Regions from separate parts of the Zea mays genome. Here region 1 is linked to region 2. A link is a contact called in public Hi-C data. All regions are on one chromosome and are shown on one strand. Each heading gives the region's core, a stretch centred on a gene start, on an enhancer-like site or on the middle of the called end of the contact. The rest is flanking DNA. Distances are from core to core; before and after follow the strand shown.

Region 1 (6,240 bases), core at 3,373-5,872, 97 kb before region 2:
CTGCCGCTCTGCCAAAGGGAGCACCCTTCGGCGATGGATAGCGGTGACGACCCCCACAGCGGTAAGGCCCTCATCTCGTAACTTCTGCAAGGCATGCAGAATAGGCTGGAGCTTCTCCTAATTCTCGCGCGTGCCCCCCAGCGCTAGTTATTGCCGGCGGCGGTCACCACTCGTTGAGAAAACGGCGGAAGCATCCCGTCGTCGTTCCGGAGATAAAACCACCGGTTCTGCCACCCCTTGTTCGAAGACACAAGGGAGGCAGGGATGTAGTGCTGCGCGCGCCCCGACCTCAGCTGGAGGGTGCAGCCACCGGCTCGCACCACCATACGGACCTTCTTCACGTCCGTCGACGCGGCGAAGAACTCCACGGAGAAGAGATGGATCCACAGGTCCCAGTGAGGGTCAGTCCCCAAAAAACCCTCGCAAACCGCCGTGAAGATGGCCGCTTGCGCAATGGAGTTGGGGTTGAAGTTATGCAGCTCCACCCCGTAGTAGTGCAGGAGCGCCCGCATGAAGCAGCTCGCTGGCACTCCAAACCCCCGCTCATGGAAGGGGATGAAACTGACCACATACCCCGGCGGCAGAGTCGGGTCGGCCTCGCTCTCGGGGGCCATCCACTCCAACTGTGGCCCGCCGGAGAGAGGACGGAGCAAACCATCGGTAACAAGGGCCTCCAGATCCTCCACAGTAACGGTGGAGAAAGGCCACGGGTCGCGCGGCGGAACGACGGTCACCTTGTCAGCCATCGCCGAACGGAGGTGGTGGAGGCGGAGGGGATGAGGTGCGCGGTTTTCTCTTCTCTGGTTATTCTCTTAGGTTGCGGAAACCAAAGCAGAAGGCAAGCGCAAATGGCAGGGTAAAGAACCACCGCCGGCCCCTCTTCCGGGTATATGAAGGCCCGGGCGAGATCCACCCAAAACTTCGCTCGAACCCGTCGTGAAATTCAAACTCGAAGGTGAAACAGTTTTTTCTGTTCCTCGAACGACTCGCGCACACGCAACAGATGCCCCGCGAATCGCCCGTCCCGTCGCATTAACTCCTTGGCAGGGCAAGCGACACCTCTGGCAGGCGAAGCGGGCGCCGTTTCACCTCCGTCATGATGACCGCGTCAAAAAAGGTGCGCCACATTATTTAAATTCATATCCTTTTCCTTTTCCTCTCTCTCTCTCTCTTGTCACAGGGATCGGGAAAGGGGATATTTCGAAAAGGTTCCTTCTCAGCGAAGGAAACGGGCCCTGAGCCCTCCTACTGATCAGGGGTTCGAAGGTCGCGCCCTGCGGGGTCAGCAACCGCCCCAGAGCACTTGGGCTCCGAGCCCTTTACTGATCAGGGGATCGAAGGCTGGCCCCTCGAAAGGGTTCGACAGCAGCCCCAGAGCATGCAGAGTCAAGGATGACCCTGGGTACGTCCGTTACATGGTCGAGGCTCGGGCTACGCTCCGAGGTACCCTAGGACATTTACGAGACCAGCGGGAACGATTTGTAATGGAATCCCACCGGAGAGAGGCACCGAGCCCTCAGACCCTATCAAATGGGTCCGGGTCCAGCAAATCACCTGCAGGTACTTTTGGAGCGCGCCTCCGGGCCACTAGCCGACCCTTATCAAACGGGGCTCGGGCGTCCACTCAGATCACCCGTTAGCAACTCACTGGAAACACCGTGTTCGGTGCCCCCCGAGGGTAACATAGCGCTTTCCCCCGTTCCTCCTTGCGGAAAGGCGACGAAGGGGCGTACAATAAAAGTCGAGACGGTCCTTGATCGTCCTCTCGCTCCGTGCAGAGGCTCGGGGGCTGCTCTCGCACCAGGCTACGGCCAAACTGTTGACCACGTCAACAAACCAACTTAAAAACTCAGAGCCTGACCGTGCACCCGGGCCACGGCCAGGCCGCATGAGGGAACAACAAGGCCGACCGAGGCATCACAGAAAGAATTAAGACCTCAGAGGAGTCAAATCACTCCTCCAAGGCCTCGGGGGCTACTGTCGGGTACCGTAATTAGGGGTACCCCCAATACTCCTTAACATGGCTAGAAAACATCTTCAGAACAAACCGTAAAGACTGATAGGCACGGTTCAAGTCAAGGCCTCGTATACCAAGGGACGCGATCTCATCCGAGCCCAGCCTCGGGCAAGAACAGTAGTCCCAGACGGATTCACGCCTCGCCCGAGGGCATCCTCAGGCAGTGGGCGCACCCTCGGCTCGCCCGAAGCCCATCTCGGGCAAGCTTTATCGTACAGCGATCTCGGCCAAATCGCCTTACCAACCGACCGTATTGCATGCACATTTAATGCGGGGATCGCCTGACACCTTATCCTGACACACACGGCTCAGTCGGCAAGGTCGAAGTGACCGCAGTCACTTTGCCCCTTTACTGATCGTTCTGACAGGAAAACAACGCTATTCACCCCGTTCCGACTACTGTGCCAACCACCAGGGTAAAAGTGAGTCACGACCTCCCCCGAGTTCAGCCTCGGGCGCAACAGGGAGCTCCGCCTCGCCCGGCCCCAGGCCTTGGCCCCAGCCTCGGCCTCGGGGAAGGTCTCCGCCTCGCCCGACCCCAGGCCTCGGCCTCAGCCTCGGCCTCGGGGGAAGGTCCCCGTCTCGCCCGACCTCAGTCTCGGCCTCAGGAGGAGTCACATCCTCGCCCGACCTCAGCCTCGGGAGAAGTCACCACCTCGCCCAACCTTGGCCTCGGAATCAACTACACTACAGGGGATACATCATTACCCTACTGCTAGCTAGCCACTCCTTGCTACGAAGGAACAAGACCAAAGTCACATCAAACTACTCCGATAGCAGGTAATGATGGTTCCCCGCATGCGTCCATGACGTCGATGGTTCTCAGCTCCCTACGGAAGCAAGGAAACGTCAGCAGGATCCATGCCGCACCGCCAGTTGCGCTTCTACAGGGTGGAGCACTTCTCCGACGGCCACGTTAGCACGTACACAGGGCTCAAGCACTTCTCCACCGGCCACGTTAGCGCATAGCTACACCCCCATTGTACATCTGGACCATCTCCTTGTATCTATAAAAGGGGATATCCAGGGCCTTCCTGAAGGGAGGTGGGAGCAGGAGCAAGGCGAGCAGAGGCAGACAGAGTGGGAGAAACGCGGAGGAGGCTAACTCAGACAGCTCACCTCAGGGCCAGACCCTCTCTCTCTCTCGCGACGCTTGTAACCCCTACTACGAGCACCCCGGTGCAAGATAATATAAGCCTCATCCGCCCTCTTGTGTTTCATCTTGCATCAACCCATCTGGGCAGGGGCACGCAACGACAAATTCACTAGTCGGTTGAGGGTCCTCGCGGGTCCAAAACGCCGACAAATATTTAGGATTAAAACTTAGACTAGATAGCGATACTTACAAAAAAACCTAGTTTGCACATTCTAAATTGTTAATTTGCATATGTTTTACTCTATGGATTTAATTGTGGCCTAGTTTAGAGAATAGTTTTTAGAAGTTCTAATTCACCACCTTTTAGACGTCACCGTTTCCTACAGTAGGAGTGGTGGCACGGGCGGGAGATGCGTGTGAGGAAGGTGACCGCACATGGTGAGGGTCGTCGTCGATGGTGGAGAGGTGTGGCACGATGGTCGTAGGCGAGCGATTGGAGCGAGGTCAGTTACACCGCGCGTGGGGAGGGACGACGCAATATCGGGGGAGGGGGGCGACAGGATGGCGTGGGCAATAACGGTGTACATTCATGGGAGACAGAACCAAAGGTGGCAGCCTACCTCTTGCGTTCTTCGTAGTAGTAGGGATTCTACCAGAGACGAAAAAATACTGACTTTATTAAAATGTTCACCACTATATTAGATTTAAAACGTTCATGTGAGTATGGAGGCTCATGGGCCATTTGGCAAAGTTCCCAAGCCAAACAACTAAACCTTGTTCCCAAGCCAAACAGCTAAACCTTGTTCGGTTCCATTCGAATCTGAGGCGAGGATTAAATATCTCCAATTACCTTCAATCTATCCCTAACCAAAAAAGCTCTAAGAGGACGTTTGGCGGAGCTCACATAGCTCCACTTTCAGCGAAAATCAAATCACTTTCGAGTTCCGCACAGCCAAACGACAAAAAACGGAACTACTATCGGAGGCAGAGTGAATGCAGTCTCCTTTTGTACTAGAAAGTGAGAGTAAAAAAACTAGCTTCTCGTCACTCATAACTTGCTCCCCACTCACTTTACAAATTATTTGCCAAACAAATTTTATCAGATGGATTCACTTCTGCTAGAGAATTATTCAAAATTATTATATTAAAGAATCAACACTCGAAGCTAGATAATTATGTAGCGGAGCTCTGCCAAAAGTCCGTATTAAGTAGGGATCATACGAGAATTATTTCTTCATTCATGCTGGGAGCTAAAAAATGTGCTTCACCAAGCTCCGTATTATGATGGAATTCTCATCACCTTCTAACCGTGCTTTCTCTTAGGAATAGAATCACTTCATCAAAGAATCAATGAGCAGAGTTCAAAGAATTAGGTAGCGGGCCTCTCCCAAAAGGTGCCTCGTAAGCCCAAAATACGTTTTGGTAGGAACTCAACAAAGGCGCCCTCAACAACAGGGCTTTCCGGTTTGATTAGGGCCTGATCCGTTTCGTAGTTTTTTTTTCTCGGTAATCCAGCCGTTTTCCCTTTCCCCAGAGATTCGCATATTCTCGCGATGGGAGCGGAGGAAGCAGAGGGTACTCCCCCGCCGCTGCCCGCCACCGGCGAGCCCGCAACCACGGCAAGGGCGCAGCCAATATCTGCAGCACAATTCCTCTCCTGGAAGCAGCGCAAGGTCTTTCCTTCCTCCCTTACCCCCAATAAAGCTTCGCCTACTTCTTTTACCATCAATTTAGGGTTCGATCTAGTTTCCTGTCCGTCGGGCCAGTAGCTGGATTAGATTTGTATCTCTAGGGATTTCCCGTTTACTAAGCTGAACAAGTAGATGTGATTTTGATTTGCTGGATTAAGCTTCATTCGCGTGGCAAATATGCGACACGTTTACGACGCCAGCGGATTTACTCTGACAATTCATCGTTATAGAAGCACGAGAATACATTCCATTTCATTTATCCGTTTAGGTTGCCTAAATAATCGTGAAATCTTGTGATACACAGAATAGTTCGTACTTCTGTTTCTTACCAGATATGCATACAAATACAGATAGATGGGGAACTGTTAATTGAAACGGGAAACATATATCATATTCGTAACAAACGAACACAAGTGTCTAAATAGCCATCCCAGTTTAAGCTGGTTGTTTTTTCAGTTATTGAATAATTACAGTTTCTGTTTAATTTATTCATTCTTGTTTTGATTATATATTGATATTCTAAACTGTGTGGTCATCTTTAAGGGAGGCAGTGTTACTGTTTTATTGTAACCTTACCAAGAATGAGGAGCTATTATTGTTTCATTCTTATCTTCATCTTCACAATTCACATTGCGTGTGTTTGCCTGTTTCTGTTTGGTTGTGCGTCCCGTGGTAGCCTGGCTCACTACATGCGTTGACTGGGCCTCTAAATGTATCCAGTTGCCCGCATGGAGATGGTTGAGCACGCATGCATCGGTGCAGATTATGTATTTGCGGAAGTCTTTAACCTGCACCTGGGGATACGCGTGAAAGCGGCGTATGTGCTGGGCCATGCTCGCGTGAGCCCGGCTGCATGGACGCAGGCTTCCAATTACCACCATTCTTATTGCTCAAGTACCAAATAGGCTTGCCAAATTTGTGCACTATATTTCAATCTATACTGGAAGCATACATTTTTCAAACACTGTATATTCCTGTACACAGTCCTTATGGTCTTTTCTGGCTCTGGCTATTGATGTCCATGCTAAGTGTAGGGAGAATTTTGTTATTGTCATACCCTGAGGTTATGTTGTCATCTGGCAGTTCACTGCTTGAGCCATGACATGTCTCTATGTAACTCTCTTAGTGACGCTCCATATCAGAACCCGAGCATGGTGTTAAATGGGCAAGGGTTGATTCAACATCCCTTTGGTGACGCGTCGTGTTGTGATTTGGGCACGATGTTATATAAGGATCGAGTCGCTGCTTCCTTAGTTGTGTGCTACGTCGCTACATCGGCGCCCGAGTGTAGTAAAAATGTGCAAGGGTCTTTACATCACCAACAGGTGCGAAGGGTAAGGAAGCTAGTCGGACTAACTGAGATCCATTTAGGTAGTTGGAATGTAGCATCATTTACAGGTAAGTTAAGAGAGTTAGTTGAGACATCGACTAGGAGG
Region 2 (6,847 bases), core at 3,183-5,682:
GCCGTGCAGCCTGCAATCCCTATCTAGGTTGGGCGTACAAGTGGATCGGAAGAGGGTGTCCATATTTTTTATAGTGTTTATATAAGAGTTGCGAGATAAATACAGAAGCAATTTTTAGTGGTGGTATAGTCATATAAAATCAAGGGGACGGTATTGTCCCCGTCTCATTCTACTTTGACCTCAAACCAAACATATGGTGACTAATGAAATACTGAATTACTGTAACTGACGATGCAACATGATGGCTCGTAATTAATCTCTATATATGCTTGTTGTACGCGCTCCTGTTGATTATTTGATTAATTATCATCTCGATGCAATTATTATATGAACGTGTTCATGATGGAGTTGGACCGAACCGAGCAGCAAGCAGCTGGCTATTAACCAAGTCCGCGCAGCACCAGCAAGACAGCAGCGACCCGTACGTCGTCGGTGGCGGCGGCGTGTTTCTCTTTCTTCTTCCGCGCACCTGCTTCCAGTCCTTACGTACCATCATCCTCCCGTCATGTATTCTTCCCCGTACACGGAACGTGACCACGTTCCTGGCTGGCTGGCTGGCTGCTTAGGGCGTCCTCCCGACCAAGACTGATGACTCAGCTAGCTATTTGAATTAATGCGTAGTACGTACATATGGATCAGCATGTGTATGTATGACGAACGAGAAGATGCATGCATACGAGATCGAGTCAGCGCGCGCTTGCCTCACCCAGCCACAACGCGACACAACAGACTAGTTTTTCTATGTGATGTACATGTACTGACGTGCATGCATGGTCCATGCGTACGTGGAAGTATTTTAAAAAATACAACTACCTAGCTTCAATCAGAGCTTCAATCAGGCGGTTTTTTTTGGCTTTGCCAAACCAGCTGTGTCCGGTAGTGATAATTAAGAGACGTATACTTGACACAAACATAATCATTAGGACACGCGCAACTCTATTTAATATAGATTCTCTCGAGAGGTCCGTATAGGCTAATTGAAAAAAATACAAGATACGGTCCTACACAATTTTCTATACATATTGTCTCTTAGTTGTATTTATGGTCTAAAGTCTCATATCTTACAGTTTCGTAACTGTCTCTTGTATTTGGAAAACTGAACCACCGTCTCACCGTTATACGACAACATCATTACAGTTCAGTTCAAAGGTTGAAACTTGAAACACAAATAGCCGCCACACGTCAACATGAGTGTGACAAATTAATAAAACTAGTTCCCAACTGCATGCCTCGATCGTATAAGCCGCCACAAGTCACGGTCAAAGGTCATAAGGCTCACATAGGCCAATATCTAAATGCTAAAGGCTAGAGTTCTTAGGGCATGTACAGTGGAGAGACACCAAAACGGTTTTCCAAGCACAGGAGACAACTAAGAGACTATATTGTACAATGGAGTGTCTATAAACGTAGTCTATTAATAAATACAGAATTAAATGTATTTGTATAGCATCAGATCGATAGAACAGACGACAAATTTGTACAGTGGCAAGTGATGCGTCTGTTGTTACTTGGTTTACGAGCCAGAGGCGTCTCTTCACGGAGAGATGGCTCTAAGATTTTTTTGCAAATAACCCCCTAAAACACCTTAAGAGCCCCCACATTAAACACCACTGTAAATGCCCTTATCCTATCAAGGCAACAACTACGTATTAGGATAATGGTAAACCGGTAATAATACGACGATGGAAAGTACAAGATAAGGGCATCAACATCAATCATGCATGGTTCCATGCATGTTTCTTGCTCCTGTATAGCTAGCTCACCGGCTGTGACCACTTCATCTTGGTTAGACTACTCCAGGTCCATTTCTTTCTCATTCACTTGTTCTTCATTTTTCAGACGGGAGTTGTCCTTCTTCAGTCTCAGCTGAGCCAATCTAGCACTCCTACACAAGTTTGTGACCTCCTTGGGCCCGGTCATAGCGATGCAGCCTCCAACCAATCTAAGTACTCTAGTGTGTCATATTTCTAACGGCAACGGGACTAGACTAAGACGGAGGACAGAAGATTAGTAAATATATATATATATATATTTTTATAAGTTGTACCCACTTTTTAAATTGAGAACAAATTTTGAGTTTATAAATTTATATGTCCATGTGTGGCTATTGTACTTTGTTGATCCTATTGAGGGCAACTGCAGAAAGGGCTCGACCATTTGGGGCCAAATAGTGTCTAAGTACAACTTCATAGTCGAACCTCCTCCCCATCGTACCCCTAAGCAGCTGAAGAATTGGTGGTCCACGAGAAATCGCAAGATCAGCCTCTTCAACAACATATAGAACCGATTGTATACGTTCTAACCGAGCAGATTAGATGATGTTATGCTATTGAAAGTGAGAAACGAGAGCTTCCACAACAGGTCTGATGAAACAGACTTCAAGCTGGAGCACACATGATGTGCTCTTCGCCATTAGCCTAAGTGGTGTGTGTGACAGGGTGGACGACAGCAGCTATATGATCAAACGATCATGTCTCAACATGGAAGGTGATTATAGCTTTGCATTGTTGGAAAACATCGGACCAACATGCCCTATTGATTGTGATAGGGCAAGAGCTCAATGCAAAGGGAAGAGGCTAGCAACAAGTACGAGCGAGTCCCTTGTTATGGAGAATAGCATGATGAACAAGCTCTACAAAGCCAATGAGATGTCAAGTCTGATCAAAATTGTATGAGCATTTCACCAAGTTGCTGGATTAGTCCACCGCCGTTATAGACGATGTCATAAAATAAGACCCACAGGTTGACTGTAAAAAAATTGATCAAGCAATTAAAACTAGATGGGAAAGAAGAGGTGGAGAATGACGACAACGAGGGGACTAGTATTTATCATTTTTTATGAACTATGTCATTTTTATTTTATTTACTTTGTTTGATTATGTAATTTTTACTTAATTACATGATCGAATTATATTTTCCCAATCTAAAAAGAAAAACTGATGGAGCATCGAAGTTGTTGCAGCCTGATGGTAAATGCTATATATTAGAGCGCTACAGTAGATAAGAGCTAATGATGGTCGATAGCGGAGTCCATAATGTGATCAATAGCTGAGCAAGGTTAATAATATAACTCATAGCAAGCTATATTGGAGTCTCACTTTCAGCTGGCTATTAGTGAACAACACACTTTCTCTCTCCATTTTATCTTCATTCCATGTCACCATAAATTTGACATGAGATGCCTTAGAGTCTGATTACATCATTATACTTGCTCTAGTGCGACTAAGAGCATCTCCACTAGTTCGTAAAAAAAGACTTTCTAAACTCAGATTTAGCATGTCGCTAAACACATATTGGAAACAAAATCAACCATAGTCTCCAACAGTTCCCAGTTCCTAGGTTATTAAATATTTTTAAATTAGGATAACTCGATTTTTCTAGTTATTACCTGTAACTTCAAATTAGGTTTTATTTGTATGATAACGTTTAATAATAATCGTTCTTCTCTTTATTGATATTTTTCATTCTGTTGTGAATCGTGGTTGGTCATTTTTCTCTAAATTTTTGGATGGGTCATCTTCAGACTTGTCAGATGAGGATGATGAATCCATCTTTTTCGCAACTCATACAATTCAAAGTGCATTTCTTGTACATAGTGCAAATTTGATGCCGGACAAATGATTTTACAGTGTGATTGACGCGCAAAATAGGCTATTGGAAATTTGGAAGTGTGCGAGAGGTCCCCAAGTTTAAGGACTAAATAGGGATATTTTAGGTAGTTTGTATACTTAGTGAAACTCTCTCTATATCTCTCCTTATAATTGCACTGTCATGTCACCAAGCATGGTGATGTGTCACCATATTTAATGAGTATGAAACTCCCGTTGAGAATTGCACTCTCATTGATGATCCACGCAACTCCCATTGAGAGTTTTATGGGAGGTGATAGGGTTTTATGGGGACGGAACTCTGCGGTTGTTGAAAGTTGATGTGGCGGTATTGGAAATTATAACCGAGAATAGACTAAGAATGTCTCCAATATAGTGTGGAAAATCGGGGACACGAAACTATAGATAATACCACTGTTTGTAGAGAATTTTTTTAAAATAATGTATGATATTGGGGATATACTAGAGATAGTCTAATACTAGTTAAAATCGCTTGAATTAAATTCAGCCTTAAGTTGGATCGGCATGGGTAGTTGCGGGGGTTTGAACTCCACGTGCGGGATTCCATGTCTCCAAGGCGGCGCCAGCTGGTCGTGCCCACGGCATTTTCTTCCAAATGACGCGGTGGGGGTCCGGCGGCCACGGCATCTGCAAACGGGCGATGCGGTCTCCTATTATCCTAGTACTAGTATCTCGCGCGGATCGGGACGGTTTAAGGGTCAGCGTCCGGCTCCCGCGGCGCGTCACGCAGGACGTTCGCGCTCGCTTGGAAATCCACATGGCCCGCGGGACCCAGCGAGCGGTGTCTCGTACCGCGTGCGCGCGTGAATGGTGTGGGCGCGGCGTTGGGTTGGGCACCGTGTGGGGCTCACCCGTCACGGGATACGCGCGGCGTAGGTGTTCCGACCTCAAGCGGACTGGATTTAGACTGGCGTACTGTACTTTAAATTGTAGATAAGATTGCCGTCCCCTCCTCTTTGCGACGACTGGATCCTCTGTGTATTAGAAAACTAGACATTATTAATTTTAATTTAAATTCAGAAGAGCAGTGTTATATAGGTGCGTATATGAATGTATCACTACTCGCATAAGTAATAAATATAAATAAAACATGGACAAGTACAACAGAAAGCACCCCTACGGAGGGACCGATGCTCAAGGTATCAGTGGCTCCATTCACACGAGACATCTCGTGTGTATGTTCGATGGAGTCGTACACAGTCGATGCAGGAATATATACGCCATGCAGTCCCTCGAACGGTCGCTGGAAGACGAACAACAGAAGTAGACGAAGCGCTTCTGGTCGAACGGATGAAGCAAGCAGTCACGAGTACGCTTCCAAAAAAACCTGATCGCACGCACACCCGTGCAAGTGTACCTCCACGGGCGGCGATTTCGGAGGCCTGCTCTCCCACTCTCTCTGTGCTCGCAGAAGGTGGGACGGGAACGTGCTGTTTACAATACGTGTAAGAGATCGCGCGTGTGTCCGGAAGAGCGTCCTCACCCTCGATTAATTCTTATACGCAACTAGAAGGAGAGGAGAAGGACAACAGACAGTAACAGTCGCGCCATTAGAACTAGAAACTGAGGAAGGTCATCATGACGGTCATCACTCCAGGTAAATGCGCATCCGTTTGAAAGAAATATTCGGACCAAGGTTCGATCTACCACAAGCCACGCCCGGCCGGCGGCGGAGGGCGCGCGCGTGTGGCACTGCTTCATTTTTCTCAATTTTCAATAGATGCGCAATGGTCCACCTATTTAAGTTGAATTATTTGTCCCTTGAACTTTCAACATGGTGCTAAATTATTAGTACACCATAGCATTAAAGTGGATCATTAGCATTGACTATTATTGAATATTAATTTGGTCCAAGCCCACGTTAAATCGACACTATATATAGTGTTTCTCTCTCATCTGCTCTATCCATTCGAATACTTTAAACAACCGGTTTAGCAAAACTAAAATATGTACAATACATTTGAGAGTATGAAAAATAGGTATGTACAAAAATTAAAAATTAAAAATATCTCTAAAATAAGTATTGCGTATAGAGAACGTAATTTAGAGGACGTTGTTGGAGAGGAAGAAGATATAGAGAATGGAATTTTTTAGAGCAGACTGTAAAGAACATATATAGAGGATAGAAATAGAGAACGTTGTTGGAGATAGTCTTTACGAGGTCACAGACAAATCAGCGTGGACCTTCCGTTTGAGTTGGTGCACAAATCAGTTTAAGGTCCCGTTTGGTTTGAGTGACTAAAGATTAGTCCATCCATTTTAGTCTCATTTAGTCCCTAGTTAGCCAAAGAGTGAAACTAAAATAAGAAGTAAACTGATTTAGTCTCTAGTCTCTCAAGGGATGACTAAAAGGGACTAAAACATATTAATTCCACCTTTTGTCTCTCATTTATTTCAGTTGCACTAATGGTGGAAGAATGTTAAGGAACATTTTAGTCTTCTTATGAGTGATTTAATACTGTCGAAGAGTAGATCTCCGGCCGGGTGGTGGAGTGCACCCGCCCTAAGTCCTGAGATGAGGAGGGGCTTAGGTGTTTCGCTTGATCGTTGGAGTGAAGGGGAAGAACACAAGAACACACAAGGGTTTAGAGTGGTTCGGGCCGCCAGAGCGTAATACCCTACTCCACTGTGAGATGTATTGCTTGAGAGCGTGTATGAGCTAGCGAGTCTGAGGTTGTGTGTGAAGTTGCCTAAAGATAGGACTGAGAGCCTGTCTGTAACGTCGCATGCCTCCCCTTTTATAGCTGAAGGGGGGTATGCACAAAGGGACTGGGCCCCGACATGTGGGCCCAGGGACATAAAGAATATAGTGCTTGAAGCCTACTAATGTCTGTTGCCGAGACAATCTTCTTGTGCCCTGGCGCCCAAGTCTCCGTATCCTCGGCGTGCAGGGGAAGCTTCTTGTAGAAGAGAAGACGAGTATAACGCGTCGCTCGGTACGGGCGCACTGTTTGCCAACAGACCCAGCAGGCACGCCGCCTGCTGGATGACCTTGACTCCGCCTGCCAGCGGATGGGATGGGACGCAATAAATGATGAAAGGGCACGTCGCCCGTCAGTGTAGTGGCAGGCGGCGCGTCCTTTCCTCAATAAATGCAGGGGCTGCACAACTTTACGTCAGGCTCGGCCCGATAGCTTATGTCATGGGCCACAAGCAGCGGGCCTCCGCCTGAGTGGGAAGTGGAGAGCAAGGCCCGGACACGTGTCAGCACCAGACCC

The links. A called contact is a pair of places that touch in the nucleus more often than the background predicts.
Region 1: a Hi-C map of leaf shows a contact between it and region 2, with 3 times the contacts expected there. The contact joins the promoter of LOC100275303 here to the enhancer-like site in region 2. A contact is called at or near these places in 5 of 25 Hi-C or Micro-C datasets (ear, endosperm, leaf and 1 more).

The regions. Positions count from the first base shown.
Region 1 is chr1:66,703,505-66,709,744 of Zm-B73-REFERENCE-NAM-5.0, reverse strand. It overlaps LOC100275303 (zinc finger CCCH domain-containing protein 15 homolog), which reads left to right and starts at 4,622. Exons shown (of 2, transcript NM_001331166.1): 1 at 4,622-4,786. The coding sequence starts at 4,667.
Region 2 is chr1:66,606,081-66,612,927 of Zm-B73-REFERENCE-NAM-5.0, reverse strand. No RefSeq gene overlaps it. Among protein-coding and RNA genes, the nearest start is that of LOC103635822, 32 kb to the right of the region's middle. Within about 2 kb of position 4,432, at least 19 of the 20 cell types and tissues checked have an H3K27ac peak or open chromatin away from gene starts, as enhancers often do. A contact at or near this core is called in ear, endosperm, leaf and 1 more, where this site is marked.